2 separate regions of the Mus musculus genome follow, and region 2 is linked to region 1. Evidence: chromatin contacts called from public Hi-C data. All regions are on one chromosome and are shown on one strand. Each heading gives the region's core, a stretch centred on a gene start, on an enhancer-like site or on the middle of the called end of the contact. The rest is flanking DNA. Distances are from core to core; before and after follow the strand shown.

Region 1 (6,197 bases), core at 937-3,436:
GCCCAGCTGCGGGAGCCCATTGAGGCCGAGCGGCTGGTAGATGGCGGGTGCTGCGGCGGTGGCCGGGGCGGCCGGCAGGCTGTCCCGGGGTAGTAGGCAGGAGCCGGCGGCTGGGGGCTTGCACGGCAGTGGCGCGAACGAACCCTGCGTGGGCGGCGCGCCCTCCGCTTTGTACAGGATGCACTCCAGCGCGGAGCCGGAGGAGGACGCTGGCGACACCGCGGCGCTGCTGGGTCCGCCGGCCACCGCCGCTTCTCCGGGCCTGGAGGATGGCGCTCGCTGCGGCGCGGGTGCCAGCGGGAAGTCTGGGAAGGTGGAGGAGCTGGCTCCAGCCGACAGGTAGGGGCGCGGCGAGCGCACAGCAGCATCCGCGCCCTCCTCCTCCTCCTTGATCTTCAAGCCAGGCGTCTGGAAGTCGCCGTAAAGAGGGAACACGTCCTCTTTGGGGTCGCCTTCCAGAGGGTAGGTGCAGTCTGGGAAGTCACCGCAGGGCACCGGCGGGGATGGCGCGGAGGGCGAGCCCCTAGGCGGGGCAAAAGGGCCCTGGGCTGTGGCCCCGCCGTCGTAGCTGTCCCCCTCCAGCAGCTGCCGGGTGCGGGCGGCCAGGAGTGCGTGGTTCAGAGGCAGGATGGGCACATGGATGAAATCCACCACTGTGGTGGCCAGTGGGGAGCGCCCGGGGGCAATGGGAGAGTCTTGCTCCAAGGAGACCCTAGGAGCAGAAAACCGTGAATCTTCCTTTGGGACCAGAGTGACACCGCCTGGGGCCGCTGAGGCCGCGTTGGCTGCGACTCCTCCTCCGCTGCCGGTGCCTTCCAGTGCTCGAGGTTTGCTCTTTAGAAGCGGAGCTGCAGAGCCCTCGGTCTCCAGGCCACTGTCCTCTTCCACCTCCCCTGCAGCTGGCTGCGGGGACGGCTTCACCCCTGCCCCGGGCCAGTGAGCACTCCCCGAGGTAGGGAGCAACAGCTGCCTGGGTGGTGACAGTCCTTTGGGCAGCACCTTCTGTCCTGCTCCTGTCCCGGAGCTGTCGCCAGCCTTGATCTCTGGCCGACTCATGAGCGGGGACAACAACCCTTTGGTAGCAGGGACACTGCGGGGGTCTTCTGGAAGCTCTGGCCCAAAGAGACACCAGGAAGTGATGGCCTCGCAGGCTGGAGGGCTGGCGTGACTCTGTTCGGTCCCGGAGGGAGTCAACAACGAGTCTAAGACACTGTCTAAGAGTCTGCTGTCCTTCTCCGGGGCTCTGGAATTTCTGCCTCCTTCCCTATGAGTGGCTTCTACCCCAGAGAAAGCTCCCTCCACGTCGGACAGCGACTGCTGGTCCCCTGTCTTTCCGTCTGGGAGCTCGGGACCCCGGCAGGACCGAGGAAAAAGCAGCCCGTCCAGGGAGATCGGTATAGGCGAGACTACAGACGACACGTCCGAGTGCTGGCTCCCTTGGAAGGGACCTGAGTCCAAGCGTGCAAGCAAGGGGGACCCGATGTGTGGGGGGGAGGGCGAAGCGCCAGACGTGTGGAGAACCTGCGGATCCTTTGCCTGCAGCTCAGTCATGACGACCCAAGCTCCCCTTTTCTCCTCCCCTGTCTCCTGGGAGGAGGGAAAAGGGAAGGAGGAGGGGGTGCCGGTGATATAGGGGCAGAGGGAGGAGGAAGTGGGTGTAGAGTCGCAGGACCCGTGGGATCTCCACCTCCTGGTTGGGAGGGGCGGTCTTGGTCAGCTCCTGTCCTTACCCTCCACCCAGACGCAGAGGAAGGGTGGTAGTCGCGCTGTCCCGGTCGCGGTGGGGTGAGGACAGGAAGAAGTAGCTGGAGCAAGCTGGTCTGGTCTGAGAACTGGGAGTTATTCGAGAGACTTTTTTTCGTGTTTCTTCTTGAATGGGAGACCCGGAACTGGTGTGGCCGGTGCTGAAAAAAAGGACTCCCGCTATCTCCGGACTTCTTATGTTTGTTGAAACCTAGACATCCTAGGAAGTTTGCTTTACAGTCCTCACCAAAAACCTGGGGCTAAGACGTAGCCCATTCTTACTCGTTCTCCTGCAGCGACAGTCTCTATGGCTCCCTAGGTTCTCTACAATCCCAGCGAGTTCTGGTTGCAGGTTGCTCTAGTAAAGCTAAGAGAAGTTAGCAGAATGTCAGAATCCTCGCACCCGTAAATACTACAAAGACTGATAGTGACAGTCTAGACTGGCTCCATAGCTTTCTAGCAAGCGTTGGCGCTCTAGGAAGGCCCGCCCAAAGCCCCTCCCTAGCCAATCACTGGCTAGATCTAAATCTCTGGCGTTGGAATTCCAGCTACTCACTAGTCTGATTCCACCTGGAATATCAGATGCTTTGAGAAGAAATCTAAACATATCAGAATTTGTACTGAATTAAGAAGCATGCCAGCCCCACCCTATAAAAAGCAAAGTTGTTGTAAAGATTTCAGGATTTGAAAATATTTGTAAATATTCAACACAGACAGTGACATATCGTGACATTTTATTTTTTGTATAAAAGGTATAAAATGATCTCAAGTATTTTCATTTTATTACGTGTATATGTCTCTGGGAGTGTATGTTACATGGTTATATAGTTGCTCAGACGTCAGCAGAGAGGGTGAGAGCCCTCAGAGGTGAAGTTGCAGGTGCTCTGATATAGGTGCTGAGGTCCTAACTGGGGTTCTCTGCAGGAGCAGCAAGTGCTCTGTGTGTATATGTGTGAGTGCTTGCATGTGTCGCGTGCATATGGTAGTCTAAGACTAGCCCCAAAGAGTGGATTTCCTCCTTGAACCATGCAGATTCTGGAGATAGAACTCATCCTGAGTTTGACACTGAACAACCTTACTGGCTGCCTGTCCAGCCTTCCTCTAACACGCTCAAACTATTCTTGTGACAAGTGGGCCACCAATGTGACTTAGCAGTTAAGGATGGAAGACAGTTGGTAACACATCGCTGCCTGTATGGGGAGTTTGGACATTGAGTGTCATATTCTGTTTGTTCTGATTTTCATGAGGTTCTCTTCAGTCCTTACTAAATATCTACATCACATATTAAGTTTTCCACTGGGAAAGCTAAATGGCATTTTCTCCCCTCTATGTTTCTCTACTCTTAGAATAATTACCATTGAGCTTTAAGAATAAATCACCTTTAAAGTCATGAGAACACTGTGGAGGGGAGAGAGTAATATGATTTATTTTATACACCGTCATAAGCTGTCCACTCTCAAGCCCAGTCAGTGGATGCCGTGACACATCGCTATTCAAAAGTGAGTTAGTCGTTTGGGAAATGCCTTTGAGTGTTTCCAGGCCATTTTAATGCTGAAGCCTGCAGTTATTCTCAGCCAGGTCTAGAAGATTTGTGAAAGGCTCCAAAACTGCAGAGATGGCAGAGCTGCTGGAGGCAAGGTGCCTAGATGTCAATCACCAGGGAGGTGCTACATAGTCGTGAATTGCTGCTGTTACACTGGACCATTGGGCTTGGGTGTGGACTATTCCAGCAATGAGATATTGCTGACTAATTTTAAATGTGTGAGAATTAGGGAGGGAGAAGAGAATTCAAGGAAGCAGTTATTGTATGTCTTTATGGTATCAAATGGTAAAACCGGAGTGTGGGAGCTGGGGGTGGAGGCATTCTGGACAGTGCATAGAAATAAGTGTGGGAAGCAAAGAAATGAGGCTAGCAGGTAGTCTCCTATAGGAGCATATACATGTATAATGTATATGGGGAACCTTGACTAAAGACAGAGTAAGATATTGAAAACTTGCCTCCAAAAGTGCACACATTCCCTTTAAAATCTCTGCATACTGTCCTTCCTCCTCCTTTCTTTGCAACATTACTACCCACACAGTAACCGATGATCTGCATCCTATCACTGTACACTAGGACGATGATCTGCATCCTATCACTGTACACTAGGACGTCTAAAGATCCTTGTCTGCTTTACTAGGTGTTAGGTTATGCTCTGTCTTCGACATAAGTTTTTTTTTTTAAGACTTTATATCAACTGGCATCCCTTTTCAGAATAGTTTTAGATTCATAGCAAAATCTACCAGCGAATACAGAGTAACTGTGCAGCTTCCTGCATGTTGTTATTAGTGAGCTCAGGCAGGTGCATGGTTGTTAACTAATGCCCAGAATATATACAGTTTTCTTTCAATATCTGTTCTCTTTTCTAACATTCTACCTGTAACAACTTGTTTCATTGTTATCATTGTTTCCCAGAATCCTCTTGGCTATGATGGATCTCAGACATCCCTTGTATTTCATGACCTCGATACTCCTGAGAACTCTTGTAGGGTGACATTCTTTAAGTGGTCATGGCTCATGGATTTGGGAAGGAAAGTTAAACTTGGCAAGTGGTGTTTAAAGGGTTCACACTGACAGGACTCACAGTAGGCTGTTGGCCTTGAGCACCTGTGTGAAGCAGTGATTCTCAGGGTCCTTCATATGGGTATTAGTTCCACATTTGGGAAGTAAGTCACTATGAGCAGTAAGAGTCAATATGAGTGGAAGCATGTGGGAGCAGGAAGTTACATTCTCTACTCCAAGATGGAGCAATTAACTGAAAGCTTAATCTGTAATTCTGCATGGGTGAACACAGTTGAGCCCTAGTACCACTTTATCCGGTCTTTTGTGTAGACCACTATGATACACTTTGAGTACTCGGGGCTCCTTTGCTGTCCTCTGTGCCAGGTGACACGCTTTGTTGATCTGTGTGGCAAAGGTGCATGGGCATGGAGTAAACTATTTTGAATACTTTTTCTTTGGTTCTCTGGAGTCAATAAAAAAAGTTCTCTTTGGTTCTCCAAGCTTCTTTGGAGATGTTTTGCCTGCTACCTCTATCCTCCTAGAATCAGCCATTTCTCCTTGGAATTAAATTATTTTATTTGAAAAAAAAATGATATTAGAAATGAAAACTTCCACTCCAGTTTATATAATATGCTCTTCTTATTTTTGGTCCAACTCTTTGAGTTTCAACTATTTATACTAGAAATCAATAGTTTACTCTATTGCAAAGTTAGAAATACACTGAATGACTATAACATGTTGTGTTTGCCTATGCTGACAGTTGACAGTTGTATGGTTTATGATTGGCTAGAAATTTACCATGTGTATTCCTGTCTTTATATACATATGTTTTAATTTTTCTTAGAAAAGTATTCAGAAGTGAAATGGCTAGGCTATATTCATGTGTTCTGTGGCCTTCTTGTGATCTCCATGGACTTCATACATTGGCTGCATTGCCATCATCACAATCCTTGGAGATTGGGCTGCTGAGAAGGTAATGTATAATGGACAGTTGCTTAGTCACTCCTGCCCCATGGTAAGATTGTAAGAAGTATCATCTATGCACCAGAGAGAAAAATCTCCCCAGAAATTGAATCTGCCACTTGGATGATGCTCTGATCTGTGCAAGGTAGCTATCCTTCTGGTGTATCGAAGCTACCCATTGAAGAAATGGTGCTTTATTATAGCATTCCCAATGGACCTATACCTAGGTGTGCACACAACACCGTAGGTGTGCAGACAACTGTCAAATCACTTTCCACAGTGGCTGCCCCATTTTTCTTTCACCCTACGTTGCTGGAGTTCTAATTATGCCATAACCTGAGAAACAGTTGGTCAATATTTTTTTTTATTTCAGCAAATGTATGAAGTGTGTGAAGTAATCTCAGTGGGATTTTGGTTTTGCTCTAAAGACGTATGATGCTCACCTTCCTTCCCTTGTTTGTTTTCTGTATATCTTCTTCCATATATCTCTGGGTCTGAGCACATACTTATTGGCTTTTAAAGATTATCTGCTCAAAATGCTAAGAATAAGTGGCAAACAGATTTCTGGTATAGATTGGGAAGGGGGATCATTAACACCGCTTGTAGCTAGTTGGCAGCTACTAGGAAGAGGGAGTAATTGGGACTGGGTGTAGTCACTGGTAGCTTATGCATGATCAAGTGGAAAGCACCAACTAAACTCACTGCATGTAAAACAAAGGAAGAGACAATGAAGGTGGGAGGGAAGTTTGTTGGAGATAGCCAGGATTAGTAAGGGAGAGGTGGGGTGCTTAGGTGTGATCAAGAACATTGTATACATGTATGAACTTGTCAAAAACCATCTGCTAAGATACCTTTTAGCTCTTTTAGCAACTGATACAACTCATCGATGGGTTTAAGACCTCCAGGCATGTTCATCTTTAAGTTCTTTGTCAATTGGAACTGTCTGATA
Region 2 (5,665 bases), core at 2,533-5,032, 71 kb before region 1:
TGATCTCCTAAATGTTAAGCATATAGACCTTGAATTAGACTTGAATACTGGGCCTGATGACATATACCTTTAACCCCAGCACTCAGAAACCAGAGACAGGTGAATTTCTTTGAGTTCAGGACCGACCTTGTTCTACATAGTTCAAGGAAAGCCATTGTGAGATCCTGTCTCAAAGAAAACAAAGTCAGGCTTGACTACAGATGGCTCTTAAAAGATATAGCAAGAATTTAGCCTTAGAAACAGCATCTCATAACTGAAAGGTGTGGCAGGGATGTCAGAATTCTACACTCAGGGACTAATCTTGAAGAAAAGGTGGTGCACAGGCAGGAGAAGTCCAATAGCACAGTGGCTAGTGTCCTATAAAGCTGTAAAGTCTGCATATTTGAGACACCTACATTCTGTCTGCTTCCAGTGTGGAGAGGATATAGCAGATACTGAAAACCACAGTTCCCTTGAAAGGACAAAATGACCCTGTAGCAGAGTCCAGACAGTGAAACCAGCTCCTATAGCAGAAATCTGTCAAGCCAGTAAAGAATAGGAAGCATCAAGCCAGTAGTCAAAGTGCTCCATGGTGCTGATGCTCCTGAGACATTCAAAAGTCATGGATTTCTAATTGTCATGATCCTGTTGCATTTATGATCAGGCTTAGTAATTGCCAGAAAGTGAAGTAGTGAGAGAAGAGTGGCTGGGAATCCCTACTTCCCTCTGGTACCAAGATCACAGTCAGCTTCTCCCTCTCCTCACTATGCTCTTGTGAGTAGTAATAAGATGGGAGATGAGAACTTGATAGAAACCAACAGAACGCAGGATACATTAAACTAAGAGAGCTGGACGTTCCTTAGACTGACACATTTCCTTCCCAGCCTACCACCCATCGGCTTCCTTCTTACCCCGCAGACTCCTCCTATGGTTCATGAGGCAAGATCCCGTATAGATATTTGATCTTTTTATTCCTACCCTATACTGCCACACTACTGGGTAGTAGCTACACATTGGACGTGCTTGTTTTGTATTTGTTGGCAAATCAGTGTATCTCTGTCCCATTGGCTAAGTCTGGAGCTCTTCTGGCCTTGCCTCAGTGCCTACACCAGGGGTTTGAGGTTGCAGGTACTTGCAGCTCTGGGGATGTTGGAGGAGGAGTACAGTTTCTTTGGGTGCTCATCTGGATTTTAGTGGTTGGTAAAACCAAAGTTTCTTAGTTTTATATTCTTTATGACAAGGATTTTTGGTTTCAACACAGAAGCCAAACAATGAGGCATCTGGTCTGGTGTCCAGCAGGTTATCTGTGTGTTCATCTACTGTCGTCATTCTGTCAGTGCCTCTTGGTAATGTCTCACAAAGCCTTCTGGAAAACTAAGGAGGTCACGATCACCCCAGCTCTTTATGTTTATGACCCATCATTTGCTCAGAATATTGCAACTTCCTTCAAAACATGCTCCCTGCCTCCAGGATGAGTCCTCCCTAACCCCATTGTCTGTACTACGGAGAACATCTTCTAGAGCATCACACAGAGGACACTCTTTTCATGTAGAGCTACATTTTCATGCGATACTATGGTACACAAGACCATATATATTTGGGACTTGGATTTCATTCTGTCACATCAGTTTTGGCTCCACGCTCTCTGGCAGCACCATGTCCGTGTATTTTTTCTTTTAGTTTGTGCCTCTATTGTTTACAAGATTGGAGGACTCTTCCCTTCTTCTTGATTGAATGCTAGCTAAGCTAATTCCTCAACTACTTTACATGTTTTTCAGGATGTCTTGACTCACTTTGGAATCTGCTATTATAAAAATTTCCTATGTGTTCTTGACTCTCCCTTTTTTCACTGTGTAATACCCAGATCTTTGATTATCCATCTTTCCTCTCCACCCAACTGTAAACCAGAGAAGAGAGAACTGGGTACTGCTACAGTCCAGCAGGGTGATGTCTTCCAGTTGAGAATGGGATGATGCCTAAAGTAATGCTTCTCAACTTCACCATTGTTACTTCCACCTCCACCATAACCATCACCATACCACTTCCACCACACCTCCACCACACCTCCACCACACCACCACCACACCACCTCCACCACAACCACCACCACCACACCACCACCATCATTTCGGTTCTGTGTTCTGGGCATATTTTCCCTATACTTAAATAGGTAACTGAACTGACAATGACACATTGAAATAAACTCTTTAGAAAGTTGGTAGTTTCAGAGTTAAACCTGGTGCTTTGATTGACTGTGGGAGTCAGAAGAGATAATTTGCTTTTAGCATTTTTCTCTTTGTTTTAAGGGGAAATATTAAGATCTTAAAAACAAACCAAACCAAACAACAACAACAACAACAACAAACCTCAATTAGTTGACATCTAGGCAGAGATATGGATTGGTGACTTTCCCCCTAAACCATGTAGCCTCCAATTAGAACAATGAAATCCTTAAACACCACAGAGCATTTTCTGGGCTTATTTACAATCTATGTTTGCATAATGACTGGTAATTCTTCGAACATTTCTCATGTTGTTGACCTGGCACATCACCTTTTGGGGTTTGTATCATCCTGTCATGGATGTTGCTCAGTAATTAAGAGGATGATATCTGCTTTTATGTCAATGAACTTTCCAACTGACCTAGTAAGCCACACCTCTTTTTTCCAAGTTCTTACACGTTTCCTCTATTTGTTTCAAAGCATCAATTTGGAAAAATTGTTTTTTTTTAATTGTTGTTGTTCTTTTGAAATACTTTAAAATTAGATGTCACACCTCTCTTATTTTTCTTGGAGCAATGATTACCCCAGAAGAGTTAAAATACACAGAATATTTAGATCAAAAGGAGACATAGTACAGATGAAAATGATGGCCGCAGAAGGCAGTCTGTCTATCTCTGCTTACCGTCTGAAATTCTAGGTAGAGTTTCTACCCAGTGGAGACTGAGCAGGGTGCATCTCTGTTTTTGACAGCTATAGGGTATACTGCTATTCACTCGCAGGTTCTTTTCTTTCTGTTTCTCTTATAAGTCATAAAGCCCTCAGGAATAAAAGCTAATACTCTAGTTGACAACTGAGTTCAGAAAAGCTATGATAGGAGTTCATTGGCCGTTTTCCTATTTTAAAAAGTTAAAAAATTGTGTTTACCAAGTTAAGTCTACATTTAAAAATCCAATCACACCAAATATATTGCTGCATGGTCCAGTAACTCTAAGTAATATGAATTTGAAGAAGACATTAAAAAACAAAACAGCTGCATATGTAATAGAAACACAGTTTGATGAACAGATACTTTAAAATCAATCTTCCTGGAGCAAGGAAGACAACAAAAGTTACCTCCAGTGACAAAACACTTTAAGCCACTACTGAATGAAATAGCTAATCATGAAAACTCAAAAGAAAAGTAACCAAGTGTTAAGCTTCTTATATACCCTACAAAAGAAAATCATATTTAAACAGGTTTCATTTACAGTAATGTCTGAAAAATTGGTTACTATTGGGGTTGAGCAATTTCAAAAGACAATTTAAAAATAAAGTACAATGTATTCCTGAAAACTATTTACAATGCGGCTTGCATATTTTACTTATATTGGTCTAAATATGGGCCATGACACTGATGTCACTCCGAGAGTTAATAATACTGCAGCTTCCTGGAAGTAATGAGCAGAGTGGCCTTTCATGGCTGGTCTCTTCACATTTCTCTGAAAGTGCCCTGTCAGTTAAAAGCTTTCAACCAGCTTAAAAGTAATGCTTTCCCCCATTTCGCCATGAGTCGTAAGAAGGCAAACAAACCTGTGTTTAACAATAAGGTCAGCGTGACATGAGGCAACCAGTCCAGTAAATCGAAAATGAGGTCGACATTCTGGGACTCATCCAGCAATCCTGTAAGAGTTTTCCAGACTCCCCAGCTGCACGGAGCTTGAAGGAGCCTGGGAGCAGCCTCCAGTCAGGCCCAGAGCTCTGCTTTGGAATGCTGTCAACTCTAGGAGGAGAGCAATCCTCTGCTCCCCTCCCTTTGCAGTAACCAGGCTCTTGCTGTTATTTAACTCGTCATTAATGCCTCATAAACTCTTAAATTCTTCCAGGGAAGAGAAGAATAAAGGAGACTACTCTTTGCATTTTATCTTAAAATGGAGACAAAGTCTAACTGTGTGGCCCAGGCTGGTTTAGATTGTGCAATCCTGCTTCAGCCTACATAGTCCTTGGGGTCCAGGAAGGCACTAACACACACAACATTTAGATTCAGTTTTGAAGAACTAACTTTGGTGAATGTTAGGTCTGAGAAACTGGTAGTCTGCAGGGTCTCCCCCAACCATGAGTCTAACTAAAGGTGGAATTCAACCTGAATCTGGCTATCTAGGTCTTGTTGAACTTCGATTCATATCATGATGTGGAGCACAATGCCTATCCAACTGTATTCCATCCTGTGGATGGACAGTTAGATGCTCTATGGCTTTTCACTCAATTTTAGTTTAAAGGCCAGAGGGTATGAAACAATGTTATACTAAAGAAGTGGTAGACTGAAGGTAGAGGTAGACAGTGAACTTGGTGCCCATCCCCAAATAAAGACAAGAGTACCATCATGGACTCCTGGTGATATTCTGCTAATGAAAATTATGTCATGACCTGGTGAGTGTGTGTGAGCAACTTGGGAGTTGACAGTCTTTTCCTAGAGTATCCACCTTTGGATTTCTTTTGGAATTTAAGAGATGAATATGTTTTCTATATCTAAAAGGCAGATCATAGGAAAAAGAAAGTTATGCCTTCCTTAGTGTCTTCCTCTTGTCCAACTCAGTCTATCCTAAAGAGAGTGGTTGCTGAACTATGCAATAAAAAATAAAGATGTATTTTAAAAATATGGAATAAAAATTGTGAAAAAATATTCTTAAGTCTTGAGTGCTTCTTGTACATGAGGCTACAGAGTTTTAAAGAGATTTAAAGGGTTCATATTCCAGCCTGGAATGTGATTAACAAGGAAAAACAGAGATGATCCAATTGTTCCTAGCAAAAACAGAAATTGTAGCAGTTATCAAAGGAATTAAGGCTACCAGATCCAGTGGGCGGGGAAAGTTCTTATAATCAGAATAATACTATTTGGGGAGTTGATTGTATCATAAGTTTTGGATCCCATTGTCAGTTGGTATAGATGAAGAGAAGAATAACTTTTCATACAGTTTGTTAGAGAGCTGTGCTCTGCTCTGCATAGGATATTTAAGAGTTTGTGGGAAATGTCAAAAATTAATACTGGTTCTATTAGATATTATAAGCAAAGGGTGATATGCTCTTTAGATTTCTTATACATTAGGCCCTAAACTCAAAAAACTACATTTTATTCAGGAAAATAAATAAACACACATTGAATTGATAAAAATATTTCATAGTAAACAGTGGGAGAAGGAAAATAATCAGATTTTCCAGATCCCAGGTTTCACTAGTGACTAGAACAGATTAACATGGCAAGGTTATAACAAAATTATGGCATAATGAAGATGAAATTACGGAAATGCTATTTCTGAACATCTCTATATATGTGTACAGATATATATCGTGTGCTTATTATTTGCAAAGCAGTTGGGTAAAGTTTAATGAAATAGCTCTATATTACACTCATGTAGCCAGCAAGTAACCAAGAAGTGAGTAATCATAGGATAGCCCTTTATATACATCATTAAGTCTATCACTATAGT

What was found. A called contact is a pair of places that touch in the nucleus more often than the background predicts.
Region 2: a contact with region 1 is called in a Hi-C map of uterus, with 2.7 times the contacts expected there. The contact joins the enhancer-like site here to the promoter of Pgr in region 1. A contact is called at or near these places in 1 of 39 promoter capture datasets (stem cell-derived epiblast-like cells), 9 of 484 Hi-C or Micro-C datasets (cerebral cortex, embryonic stem cells, nephron progenitors and 1 more), 1 of 115 datasets of contacts at active chromatin or transcription factors (embryonic stem cells) and 2 of 9 other capture datasets (adipose tissue and embryonic stem cells).

Annotation. Positions count from the first base shown.
Region 1 is chr9:8,895,822-8,902,018 of GRCm38.p6, reverse strand. It overlaps Pgr (progesterone receptor), which reads right to left and starts at 2,186. Exons shown (of 8, transcript NM_008829.2): 1 at 1-2,186. The coding sequence starts at 1,551.
Region 2 is chr9:8,968,643-8,974,307 of GRCm38.p6, reverse strand. No RefSeq gene overlaps it. Among named protein-coding and RNA genes, the nearest start is that of Pgr, 72 kb to the right of the region's middle. Within about 2 kb of position 3,782, at least 24 of the 459 cell types and tissues checked have an H3K27ac peak or open chromatin away from gene starts, as enhancers often do. A contact at or near this core is called in adipose tissue and uterus, where this site is marked.